Regions from separate parts of the Mus musculus genome. Here region 2 is linked to region 1. Evidence: chromatin contacts called from public HiChIP or PLAC-seq data. All regions are on one chromosome and are shown on one strand. The core of a region is the stretch at or near the end of the contact, and the rest is flanking DNA. Distances in the headings are between cores, read along the strand shown. Region 1 overlaps Magi3 (membrane associated guanylate kinase, WW and PDZ domain containing 3). Region 2 has its middle 3.9 kb from the start of Gm38412.

Region 1 (6,839 bases), core at 124-2,623:
TCCCAGGCAGTAATGCACAAGCCAGATAGCCAAGTCTGGAAGAAAGCTGTTGGGTATCTCATCCTCGCGGTCCTTCCCAGTGCCTGCCGCCCTTTCACACCCTCACCCCACTTCCCAGCCTCCATGCTAGGCACAAAGGTGATAGGCAGCCCTGAGGCAGCACCTAGCCTACTTCTCTGGTAAGACTTTAGTAGGGGAGCCCAGCCCCACCTGAGTCAGTCTTCTCAAACTGCCTTACACTTGGGCAGTAATTTGAAGATATTTTTCCTCTGTTAAAAATATTATTCATAAAAGAAAACTAGGTTCCCAGAAATTCAGCATCTTCCCAGGCCTTGGGGCTTCGGAAGGTCCATTTCTCATGGTGACAAGGTCACAGTGTCTGCCCCCAGTTCAGTTATTTTTGAGTGCAGCTTTCTTTGAGAGCAACTCCATTAAATTCCACTGAAGGAAGGGGATGGGGTTCAGTGTTTAACCGACCCTGGAGAGAAGGAGCAGTCTTTTTTCCTAGCAATTCGGGTTCTAGAGATAGTCTGTTTACAGCAGCTTGTCAGGATAGAGGATGGTAAGGCTCAGCCTTGAGAGGAGTTGATCTGCTTTTCTTTTCAGACTGTTTCTCATTTTCTCAGTGCAGAACATAACTTGGTTTCTCTCACAGAATTGCCCTAGAAGGTGAAATTGGGAGAGATGTCTGCAGTTCTTACAGACATTCCTGGTCTGACCATAAGCACCTTGCACAGCCTGACACTGCAGTGATTTCAGTTGTGGGCAGTCGGCACAATCAGGTAAACACAGACACCCTGATGTTGATTTTTTGGGTTGCTGAATCACTGAACATTGGTGTTTTGTTGCGAATCTGTTCGGATACATTTGCTTCCAAAATTACTAATTTTTACAGGACTGGTAATGTGGTTGTCATTCACTACACCATACAAACAGAGAAGTCAGAATCGAGGTTAAGTATGCACAAGTGCATAGTTGTAGCTAATTAAATGGGGGGAGCTTTTGCTTGCTTTTCAGGAAAATTTGTAAAAAATCTCCGTAAAGTGGGTACTTTCAAAAATTCTGTTCTCTTAATTGTTCTGCTGAACATTGACTGACTATAAGAAGGCATAATCTTCAAATGAATCTATTTGAATTTATGACAGTTAAGTAGCAGCCCCAGCTAGCATTCCTTTCTTGCCACTTAGAACTGTATCAAGAGTATACACTATTTCCCTCAGCTATAAAGCAGATTCTCTTCAGGACACATCAGAAGCAGTGCGTGAGAGCACTCTGTCATGATGCTTCCTTCCCCCAGAGCCTTGGCTGTTACCCTGTGGAGCTGGAGAGAGGCCCTCGAGGCTTTGGGTTCAGCCTCCGCGGAGGGAAGGAGTACAACATGGGGCTGTTCATCCTGCGCCTGGCCGAGGACGGGCCCGCCATCAAAGACGGCAGGATTCACGTGAGTTGACCTTTGTTTGCAACCTCTGCTTCTGCCTCTAGGCTGGAAAGTTCTAGAAGGAACTGCTTTAGAGGGAATGCAGAAACCCCTTACACAGGAAACGGGTTTCTGCAGCCGCATGCCACCATTGTGCTTCCCCAGCTAGCCAGGGTTCAGAGCCTGATGGCTTCTCTGTGTCCAGAAGAGCAGTCAGTGCAGGGCCGATGGGTCGGTAAATCAAATCTCTTCCATCTTAGTACAGGTCCTGAGACAGCAGGATAAAACGACTTTTATTTTACATTTTCTTCTAAGACATAATAAGCCCAGGGAGGTTTTCTACTTAGATCCCTACAGAGGCAGAAGCCTCTGGCCCTGCCACCCGTTACAGTTATTAGAAAGACGAGCGTTCACTCTGTGCTGTTCCGTCACAGACTTTCTCAACCTTACAACACTAGTGCTCAACTTTTCAAACATATTTTTACCGTTTTATTAACATTGTTATAGTAACTGAAAATCACAGCAAAAATGGTCCCTTGCCTCTGCCGAGAGAAGTGTTCCCTTTGGTTTCTACAGAGCCCTGCCAGCCTAACAGAAACCCAAAGTTCCACTTCCCTTGCCTTCCCATTTTATTTTAAAGGTAAAAATGACACCTGGTGGCGAGCCTGTTCAATTACATGTTTTATTTACATTGTATTTATATTAAAATATATAGGTTTGTGGCTATAAGAGAAAGAGTGTGACTGAAACTATGCTCTCTCTCCCAGGATGAACCAGCCATGCTCACACTGATTTTCATTTCTGTCGGAATTACTTTCCTACTTTGTTGTTCATAATTCCTCAGGGAAATGATTCTTTTATCACCTACCAAAGGGGCTTTTTTCCCACTTATTTTGGACAATAAGGGCTTTGTTAATTACCTTTCTTACTATCTCCTGACCTGTAATCTTTATTGTCTTACTCTGCTTGTTTTTTTTTTCACTTTACATAATTGTTTTTGTCTGCTTGTTACCATTACTGAATACCTGAGACTGGGAAATCTATAAAGAGAAGAAATGTAATTCTTACACGTCTGGATCCTGTGAAGAAATCCCAGGCCAGGACAGTCTAGATGGTGGAGAACTCTAGTCCTATGGCAGGGAGACAGAGAATGCCTACGAGATGGGAGCTCACTTTTAAAACAACAGAACCCCAACATCTGGCATAAAAGATTGTTTCCAACAGTATTTCCAACCAGCACTTATCTGTGGCTGGTGTGTAGTCATATTGCATAGCACTGACTCTCCCACAACCCTAGGAGGTAGGACTCTGGTTTTCATATAACAGGTGAAGAAAATGAGAGACTGCTGATCTAGAAAAAAGTAAAGCCACATACCTGGACCCCACAGTACAGCTTCCTGTCTCGTCAATAGATAGAAAGCATTAGTTTTGATATGGGGGGGGGGGTTGGATTTTTGTGTTTTATGGTGTTTTGCCCAAATGTATGTATGTATGTATGTATGTATGTATGTATGTATGTACATACACATGTACGTATTTATCTGGCCCACAGAGGCCAGAAAGATGTGTCTGGTCCTCAGGAACTGGCATTAAAGAAGGCTGTGAGCTGCTATGTAGGTGCTGGAAATTGAACCCAGGTCCTCTGGAAAAGCAGCAGTGATGTAATTGCTGAGCAGTCTCTCCGGCCCATCCCCATCATCTCCTTACTGAGTCTCTGCTGTCACATTACGTACACATTATCTGAGTATCTTACAAATATTTGGGGTTTTAATATTCAGTAATATCTCACTGTTTGAAGTCAATAAATACCCTCAGTTACATGTCACCTTGATACGGATCTCAAAACCAACATCTTTATTCACGTTTCTTACTGTTAGATTTCAGCATATTTTTTATTTTCCTTTAAAATAGACACTTCTGGTAAATGACAACAGCACTGTGGTATCTTATTCCAAGTCCTAGCTTTCTGTTTTCCAGGAAAATGATTTTATATTTGTTACTATATACAATCCAATAATTGGTTTAAATAAGTGTTCATATTAATGTATTTTTTTTCTTTAAAATTTAATCTCTAAGTTATATCATTTAGCTAAAGCCTCACTCATGTATAGGATATGCTGGCAATACAAAAGATGGCCACTGTCTCGGGAAAGCTTCAGTGACGAGCAGCCATCTGCACCAGCTTTAGAAAACTAAGTCAGGATTAGCTCTTGCTTGAAAGCACCCTTACAGATTGTTACGTAGGTGCCACTCTGCAGGGTTACTTAGGGCTATTCATAAATGTCATCTTTTCTAGGGCTTAACTTTTGGGAAAAAAAAACAAATAAACAAAAACAAAAACCTAGATTTTTTATTATTTATTTATTTTACAATACTAGGGATCAGTCTCAGGGCCTTACAGATGTGGGAAAATGTGAATTTAATGCTTGATTTCAAATGCTCAGATACTGACTGGTAGCCACATAAAACTTGCTCATGCAGAATTTTTATCAAGTAAATAAAATCATGCATTGTGTTCCCATCAGCTGTCACTAAGATAGCACACTGTCTAGGTTAAAGACTTTACAAGTGAGAATGACTTAGCAGAGCTGAAGGGCTCTGTTGACAATGTGGAAATGAAGCTCGGTGCCATTTCATACAGTTGTCAATGTTCCCTGTCCAGGTTGGTGACCAGATCGTTGAAATCAATGGGGAACCGACACAAGGCATCACACACACTCGAGCAATTGAGCTCATTCAGGCTGGTGGGAATAAAGTCCTCCTCCTTCTGAGGCCAGGAACTGGCTTGATACCTGACCACGGTAAGCAAAATAGCTGAACACTCATGCTGGCACAGGGGGTGGCAGGAGGGAAGGGAATACCCCTTTGGAGGTAATGGACACATCGCTGGCTAATTCAGAAGTGGACACCAGAACCCCCAAAGAAAGTTACTGTGATGCAAATGATGTTTCCAAACAGTATATTTGTTGGAATAGAGTATTTTATATTTACTTCATCTAAAAGCACATAGTGCATTTTGTACAGGAACATGCCTGTAAATAACATTAGAGGTAAACAATTCAAATGTCTTCAGAATGCCCCAGCTTTATCCCCTCCTTGGCTAGTTACACATTGAAGAAAAAAAAAAAGTTATTTTCTTAAAGATACACTGAGTCCTAGGCATTCTTTGTCTCACTTAATGAATAAATGTAGAAGAACTTTAGGATTTTCTAGTTACTTACCAAAATAAGCTGCTATAGCCCCACTAGCTGGGGACAGGGAGGTAAACCTAACATATCTGTACACCTGCACCTGCACGGATTGTGAATGCCCTTGGCTTCACTATGTATTTTTGAACTGACACCGTGTTTTTAAAAATCACTTTGAGAATGCACGATCCTACAAATAAAGGCAGCACCATGCGCATTTGTGTCTCCCCTGCCCAACTCCCCATTAGAGCTTTTGCAGGGTAAGTGTAGACATAACTTCCTACAGTCCCTTCCAGCTGTGATCCTCTGGCTGTGTTATCTTCCACCGTCTGCTCATACAGCACGCGTTCCCAGGGACATCTATGCTAACTGTACTGGTTTGTTTTCACGTAGTCCTAGGCTTTTTCTCTTCCTTCTTCAGGTTTGGCTCCTTCCGGTCTGTGCTCCTACGTGAAACCTGAGCAACATTAAGGCTTTCAGGGCTTTTCTTGGTCTTTCCTTAAAAAGACTTGGTAAATTTGCATGTCTTTTAAATCACTTCTTTCATTTTCTTTTTAATTAAAATGATGCTATTAAATACATCTGTTTCTGTCTTCTGCACTTTTTCAATCTCCCTTTGACATTAAATTTGACAGCCTAACAACCACATTTTGGTTACCACAGTCTGGTGTTTTTCACTAGTGATTTTGGCATATTCTTAAGTTAAACAGTAATAATAGCTTAATTAGTAAGTTTACTGGACCAGACACTTTGGTCCACTTTGATTATTTGTATCTATCTTATTTAGCTAAATGAATATAAAGAATTTACAGATCATGTATGTCTTATAATACCTACATGAAAAAAACACAAATCTCCCCTCCATACATGAGCAGATATCTATAAGCATCTGCCTTTACAGAGAGCAATGTAAATGTGAATAAGCTATGTAACATACTCCTCAGGCTATGCAACCAAGTAACATTCACATGGCTGTCAGTTCAAAACTCACTGTTCCTCTTTATAATCCTTGAATGTAACAATGTTCTGCTCAATCACTTTTTAGGTGATTGGGATACTAATAGTCCTTCATCTTCCAATGTCATTTATGATGAACAGCCGCCACCTCTCCCATCTTCACATTCTGCTTCCACATTTGAAGAGTCTCATGTGCCAGCAACTGAAGACTCTCTGACTAGAGTTCAGATATGTGAAAAGGCAGAAGAATTAAAGGACACTGTACAAGAAAAGAAAAGCACTTTAAATGGAAGCCAGCCTGAGATGAAGTATCAGTCTGTCCACAAAACTATGAGTAAGAAGGATCCACCCAGAGGTTCCGGGCATGGCGAGAAGAGTCGACTAAAAGGAGAAAATGGTGTTACACGGAGAGGTAGATCTGCTAGTCCCAAAAAGTCAGTTAACCGACATTCAGAGGAACATTTGGAAAAGATTCCCAGGCCCCTAAAAAGTGATCCCAAAGAAAAATCTAGAGACCGCTCACTGAGCCCTAGGAAAGGAGAAAGTAAAGGTCGGCTCACCATTAAGGCGGGCTCTGGACAAGATCCCAATAGAAAAGACAGAGGACGGTCTTCTAGCCCCAAGAAGCAGCAAAAGATAGGAGGCAACAGCCTGTCAAACACTGAAGGCAAATTATCAGAGGCTGGGAGCCGAAGAGCAGCAGGCCACCCTAGAGACAGCACTGAACAGCTCCCAGATGGGAGAGAAAAGTCAGGGGTCAGCAGGAAAGATCTGAAGCAGAGTCAGCCAGGAAAAACCAGAACCAAGTCTCCAGAGAAAAAGAGCAGTAAAGTTGATGAAACATCTCTCCCATCCAAAAAGACTAGCAGCACTGCTGGTAGGGTAGTATCTGAAAAGGAAAAAGGAAAGAAGCCAACAGCAGGAGAAACAAGTAGAGAAACAGTAGAGCACACCCAGATCTCAGCAAAGCAGCTCAAGCAGGAAGCTCAAGAGAAGACGGCATTAGGTAACGCAGACGATCACAAAGGCAGAGAATCAGAGGTCACGGACAGATGCAGGGAGCGTGCGGGGTGCACACCTCAAAGTAGCTCTCTAGTCAAGAAAGCACCCATCACTCCAGGACCCTGGAGGGTGCCACGTGCAAATAAAGTCACAGGCACTACTGGCATGGCTGACAAACAGCTGTGACCTTTCATATAAAACAAAGAAAATTAAGTTGTAATCTTGTGCTAAAAACGCAACATTTTAAGGGGGAGAGGTGTGGTTTTCCCCCAGAA
Region 2 (6,832 bases), core at 3,629-6,128, 380 kb before region 1:
CTTTCATTCTTCTTCTCTCTATTGCTGGCTGCTGTGGGAAGGGGTTGCTGTGCACCCCTCATCTCTCCCATAGCATCTGAACCCTGACCCAAGTCACAGTGTTTCTTTACTTGTTTTAATTTAGTAGGTATTTACTGAGTATATGCTGCTGAGCCTGTCCCAACCCAAGACCCCACACTATTGGCCTATGTTTTCTATAACTCCTTATCCAGAGACATCTTACATATTTTAGGTTTCTCAGAGGAAATATTTCCTCCAGGAAGTTCTTCTCTCAGCATCTTCTCTATCTCCCAGTCTCTGCATAGGAAGGGAGATCTGCACCACTCCCCATGTGTTTTCATTACTGGTGCAGAGCCTCCCATGTGTTGGGCATATATCACATATGTGGTAGGAGAAGAGGCAAAAGCGTCTCCCATTAGAAATGGTAAGGAATAAATAAAGACTGATCCAGAGGTGAACTTAAAGCTTATTCCATGTTGAAGGATCCCTTTAAGAACAATACAAAATTACCAATATAAGATTAGAATTGAAAACAAGCCTTTATTTAGTGGGGGGAAATGTCACAAATATCACAAAATAAAGAGAAATAATAGGATTTTGTATTAATTAACTGTCTAGTACACCACTGTCATATTTTTCTACATTTCTTTTGGATGAACACTCTTTCATCACTTCTTCATATTCAATGATTATGTGATGTTTTCTGTAGAGAGGAAGGGAAGATAATTAATCTTTCCTCCAGCATAATAAAAACGATATTTATATTGATGGATGGGGTGCACAACACACACGATTTCACAGCCGAGTACACTTGCTGCTTCTAAGACTGCAGCAGTCTGTACCCCACAAACAGGAATTCTCATAAATCCCATTGGGCATCATGCCCATCAAAAAAGAAACAAATGACTAGCCTATAATTGACTCGCAGTATTACTCATTACAGCCCGAGAACCCGTGACTACTGATGGTGGCAGCTTAATTCTGTGCTTATATTTCACTACGTGGGTGACAGGACACATCCCCCCTCAGGCTGTTTTGTTCAAGTCTTCTTTCTGCTGCACTACCCACACACCTAGTGTTGGCTTCCGTGGGCACTCTCCTTTCTGAGCAGAGCCTTGGCCGTGGACTTTAGTATGGCAATGCCAGAATAGGTTGGCACTATGGGCGTGGTTATTCTTGAAGCCATTTCCATACTGGACAGCTAATGAAAAGTGACTACTTTTAAAAGTGACTGCAGACCACCCACCCATGGTCCACAGAACCCCAAAGCCTAATTTATACCTGTCTTAATTTCTCCTTAATGAGCCCTCCAAAAATGGTTATACCAGCCAGTATGACAGTGCATAGGTTTGGATAGAAAGAGACATCAGCTTTGACTGAGTGTAGTAAAGCCAACTGGCAAACTTCTGTAACCTTTACAAACCACATGACCATATGAATGGTAGACCCCAAATTGTTCTTTCTCAGTGCTGTGGATCACACACAAGGCCTTGCTCATGTTAGGTAAATGCTTCACTTCTGAGCTACACCTCAAGCCCCAGGTCCATAAGCTCTAACATCTTCAGCTTCATTCTGAATTTGCCTCTGCTTGTTTCTTTACTGTTATGTCACTTTCTTCAGTGCTGTGACAAATGCCTGACAAAAGCAACCTAAGGATGGAAAGGTTTATTCCATTCCACAGTCCAGGAGCTGTGGCCTGCCATGGCGGGAAGGCATGGCAGCAGGGATGCAGGAAGCCACATTGAGGCCACAGTCAGGAGGCAGAGAGTAATGAATGCTGGCACTCACTCATTATCTCCCTTTCCCTGGCTTATTCAGTTTAGTCTCTCAGCCCACAGGATGGTGCTGCTCACGTTCATGGCAGATCTTCCCTTCTCAGTTCAACCTCTGGAAACACACCTAAAGGTGTGTCTCCTAGGTGGTCCCAAATCCAACAATGAAGACTAACCGTGACAAGGAGTGTTTGCTAGTGTATTAGTCAGGGTTCTCTAGAGTTACAGAACTTATGGATAGTCTCTAGATAGTAAAGGAATTTATTGATTATTTACAGTCGGCAGCCCAATTCCCAACAATGGTTCAGTCGCAGCTGTGAATGGAAGTCCAAGGATCTAGCAGTTACTCAGTCTCACGCAGCAAGCAGGCGAAGGAGCAAGAGCAAGAGCTAGACTCCCTTCTTCCAATGTCCTTATATTGTCTCCAGCAGAAGGTGTAGCCCAGATTAAAGGTGTGTTCCTTAAACTCGGAGATTCAATCTTCTGGAATCCATAGCCACTATGGCTCAAGATCTTCAAACCAAGATCCAGATAAGGATCTCCAAGCCTCCAGATAAGGGTCACTGGTGAGCCTTCCAATTCTGGATTGTAGTTCATTCCAAATATAGTCAAGTTGACAACCAGGAATAGCCACTACAGCTGGTAAGGGTAGAGCTGCTTGGTGTCACTACCCAGGTGTGTGTGTGTGTGTGTGTGTGGTGGGGGGGAGCCCCTTTGCCCAGTGAGTCACATTGCCTTGGTCAGAGCTGGTCCTCATGGAATAGTAGTTATGGAGGTGCTTGGTGTGGGAAGGAGACCATTCGGTGGGATAAGTTTTTCCTTTTCTTCATGATCAGGCAAGTAGGCCAGTGCCAAGATGTCAGCTGCCTTCATTAGCAGCCAAGTTACCCTTGTTGACTTCTCAAGGTAATTCTAATTGGCTACAGCCAGGGATAGCCACATCTACCTTTTATTATCAGTGACAGCAGCTCCACTGTTGGAAGTACAGGGAGAAAGGTCACATTGGAAACACTATTTTCAAGTACAGAGTCATTACAGGCAGAACTCATGGCTTCTACTATAATGCTGAAGAGTCTCTAGCCCAGTGTGGGGCCCTCTCAATTTTCTATTTCCTTTTGTCCCTTGTCAGGAGGTTGGCCTTGGGGATTCTCGTTCCCTCATTTTTCTTCATAGTATTGCATCTACTTCACAGAAAGTTCTAGATTGTCAAGGGCATGGCTCCAGGAGTCTCCAGTGATGAGAGATCAGGCTCTAAAGCACTAGGTCAAGAAAAAAACATGCTGCATTTCTGAGCCACATTGAGGCTTAGAGAGCAATGTATTGGGGTATATACACTTGCTATCTATCCCAGCACCCAGGGGCTGAGGTAGCAAGGTGGTGAGTCCTGAGAACCAGGCATGTCACACTTGCTCCCAACAGCAGGTCAGTCCCAACTCCCTGACATCTCTTCAATTTAAGTGTCCTGACTAGCATCTAGTAAGTCACCCCCCCCCACCTCTACATGCCCCCATGGCAGTGGGCTCGTGTCCCCATCACAAGACTCAATGCACTGCCTTTTATTTATGTACTTAGCATCTATCTTTCAAGATGGAGCGCTGGCTCTTCTAGAGCATTAATCAAGTCACTTTCATACTCTAACCTATGTTCATTGACAACTGGACATAATCTGGAGTCACCTTGAAGACAAATCTCTGCATCTCCACTAGGGATTTTCTACATTAGCTGAATTGACATGAAGAGATTCATTTTGACTCTTGGATTGGACAAAAAGGAGAGAGAGCGCTCAGTACCAGCTTCCTTCTGCTCCTGCAGCCATGTCTTTCCTGCTGTGATGGACTGTAGCTTCAAGCTGTGAAAACAAAACAAATCCTTCCTTCCTTAAGTTGATTCTCATCAGGGGTTTTGTCACAGCAGCACACAATGTAACTAATACAGTCCCCACCACAGAGCTTGGCCCTGAAGAATATCAACAGACTGAAGGGGGGGGGGAATGGATGCTTTGGTCAAAACCAACCCACTAACTGGGGCAAAGTGTTACAGTAGAAATAACATTGATACAGGGGGAATCAGGGTGCCCCTTTGTGGTTATGAGTCTCATTAATAAAACAATTTAAGAATGGACTCAAGCAGAAGCTCAAGGACAATTTTATTAGAGTTTGAAAGAAACCCCCCCCAAGGTGGGCAGACCATAAAGCTCAGGCACTACCCATAGAAGGAGAAGGGAGGAGAGAAAAGAGAAAGCCAGACTGTGTAAGTTGGCATGGAGGTCACAGAGGCATGGAGGTCACCAGCCATCATCAGGGAGGGAGGCTTTAGGGGCAGAGTAAGGAAGCCCAGAATGTTGGGAGAAGGCCAAATTATTGAGGAAAGTATAGTTACAAAAGAGATAGAAAGGAGAAGACACCCTTTTCTGAATAATTCTGCATCTCACGGAGGAACCAGTTATTTTTGCCTGTCTTTTGGCTTGTCTTAAGGTGGGCCTGCTTTCCTCAGGGTGAGCTCTTGGCCACGTGAACCACCCAGGCCCAACTGCGATCTGAGGTCTCCACTCAGGACAGGGTTTCCATTCTCTTTACCATGAGATTTTTACTCCAGTAAGTTGCAGTGGTTGTTCAAGTTTGACCTTTGGCTCGTCTACTTTGCTAACAAGAGTGGGGATGGGCTGAAACTCCACACACCTGAACACAACGATGGCTTTAGCAAGGTAATGTTTGTTTCTACAGGTAGTCACCTCATCTCGACTTCATGAATCCCTTGAAGAGCCAGATTCTTGCTACCCTGTGGCTTGCTTTTCCCTGGGCCCTACTGTCATGGCAGCTCTGCTGTTCATGGATCTGGCTGCCCTGGGCTGCATGTAACTACGTCATGGTCATGTCCCATCATCTGGGAGGAGAAAAGAGGTCTGGCTGTGGCAGAAAGCTATTTTTGGCGATATCCACTGCATCCATGACATCAGTCATACAAATGTATCCCACCCCCTAGAGTTTAGGAGTGCAGCCTTCGTTCTAGATGTGCAGCTAAAAGTGGGGTCTTATTACTCTGAAAGAAGGAGGAACCAGACTGGAGAGGAAATGACTGCCGGCTCAGTAGCCACAGGTCTTACATAATCTCTTTAACTCCCAGTTTCCTCATTCAGGAGCTAGAGCAAACCTCTTAGTAAAGTGTCTGGCATTCCCTAAGGGCTCAGTCATTATTTTACCATGGTTGTGGTAAGGGTGGCAGAAGGTGTTCACCTGAGAGGGAGCTTATGCATACCAGTGAGCCTGCTTAGTCTGAGTCTGAATGTGAGAACGCACATTCCTGTGCTATGGAGATGTGCTCATGTGGAGACGAGAAGTTTGGGGGAGTTGGCTCTATCCTTGTACCATGTGGGGCTCAGGGCCTGAACTCATATCATCAGGCTTAGTGTTGAGCCCTTTTACCAGTCAAGCCATCTTGTCAGCCCCTCTTTTTAGTTTTGAGGTAGCCTCCCACTAGGTTACCCAGGTTGCCCTAAAACTCACTCAATCGTCTAGGCAGGTCTTGAACTTATGATCCTCTGCCTCAGCCTCTGGAGGATCAACTAGAGTCAGTGCCATCAGACCAAACCTGACCCTGCATCTTAGCTAGCAGTCTGCTTGCAGGATGGCTTGGGTGAGCTACTCCACTTTCCTGCCCTTGTGCTTTCCCACCCATTGAACAGGGCTAGCTAGGAACAGCCCTTTCTTTCAGAGTTGCTGTGAGGATTATTCGGGATATTGTGTAGATAAAACATGGGTACTGTTTCACATAATATTGAACAATAAATACTGTTGGCTGCTTCTGTGACTAATAAAAGCAAGCCTAGCTTAGAATGACCTTGACATTGACCATAGATGATGGCAGACTTTGCACTGGGCTCTGCCCCACCACCAGATCTCAAAATTCAACTCATTCTAAGGGGCAGGGCAGCTGTGAGCAGGAGGCAGTAAATTAATTTGGCCATGGTGACTGCATTAGTATGCTTGCATTTTGAATTCTCTCCAAATAGATATGACCTTAAAAGCAATGGTGACATCCTCTTCCTTCTGCTTCTTGTCACCTCCCAAAGCTGCCTGCAGTTCTCAACACCAAATGAGCCAGGAGAGAGGCTCCTGGTCCAGGAGTCCCAGTTGGCACAGTCAACATGAGGGGTGGTGCTAGGCTACCGGCCTGGGGCTAGAACTGCCTGTCTGCGAGGCAGAGTTTACAGGAGAATGACAAGAGCCAGCACTGGATCAGTCAGCGCTGGATCCAGGGAGATGCACACCACATCTGCCTGGCCCCTGGAGGGAGCAGGAGGCCCTCAGTTTTCACACTTTGGAGGTTCCAGGCTCAAGAGAGTGATAAGATCTAGAGGAGGCAGAGTTCCCCTACCCCTGGATACTTTCTTCTTGCAGGAGCTAGATTGAGACCCTGTGCCATTCCCTTTAAGTGCCCCCTTACCTTGTCACCAGCTGAGTGGCTGGCAGGGGTTTCAGAGGGACTTAGGAAATGGATGACTTGGGAAATGGCTGGTGTCACTGTGTGTTTCCAGGGCATCCATCTTACCCAGCCTTTCTCTGAGGCTGTTCCACCCATTTGTTTTCACTATCGAGGGTGAGTCCCGGGCAAACCACCTGTACATGGAACGGCTGTTCAACGCCCAAACCTCCCAGTTTCATCAGGAGTCTGCTGCTGTTCTTCAGTTCTGCGGGGGTGGGAGGGGGAGGGGGAGGGGGAGGGGAGGGGGCGGGAGAGACTGGCTATCATTTGAAGTGAAAAATTGGACAGATCCTAAATGGGTTTGGGAAGGGGAATGGCTGTGCTTTTCTGCTTCCATTGCTCTGGGCTGCATTACGCTGCCATTAAAAATATATATAATCACGAAGATTATGTGGTGACTTGGAGAAATGCTCTCGTATAATGTTAAACAGAAATATCAAATCTCATTTTTTGTTGCCATGAATATAGCTGTAAAAATTATATGAACATCTAGATAAGACCAGAAAGGAGTATTTTTTAAGGATATAGGAGAGTAAGATCATGAGCATAATTTCACCTTTCTTGGTATATTCTGGTAT

What was found. HiChIP or PLAC-seq counts read pairs in DNA pulled down with a chosen protein or histone mark.
Region 2: a contact with region 1 is called in an H3K27ac HiChIP or PLAC-seq map of microglia, with 5 times the contacts expected there. The contact joins two enhancer-like sites. A contact is called at or near these places in 2 of 484 Hi-C or Micro-C datasets (bone marrow-derived macrophages and nephron progenitors) and 1 of 115 datasets of contacts at active chromatin or transcription factors (microglia).

Annotation. Positions count from the first base shown.
Region 1 is chr3:104,014,880-104,021,718 of GRCm38.p6, reverse strand. It overlaps Magi3 (membrane associated guanylate kinase, WW and PDZ domain containing 3), which reads left to right. Exons shown (of 21, transcript NM_001159354.1): 18 at 656-782; 19 at 1,298-1,441; 20 at 4,080-4,218; 21 at 5,651-6,839. The coding sequence ends at 6,750. Among named protein-coding and RNA genes, the nearest start is that of Phtf1os, 50 kb to the right of the region's middle. Within about 2 kb of position 1,373, at least 7 of the 459 cell types and tissues checked have an H3K27ac peak or open chromatin away from gene starts, as enhancers often do. A contact at or near this core is called in microglia, where this site is marked.
Region 2 is chr3:104,401,882-104,408,713 of GRCm38.p6, reverse strand. No RefSeq gene overlaps it. Among named protein-coding and RNA genes, the nearest start is that of Gm38412, 3.9 kb to the left of the region's middle. Within about 2 kb of position 4,878, at least 38 of the 459 cell types and tissues checked have an H3K27ac peak or open chromatin away from gene starts, as enhancers often do. A contact at or near this core is called in microglia, where this site is marked.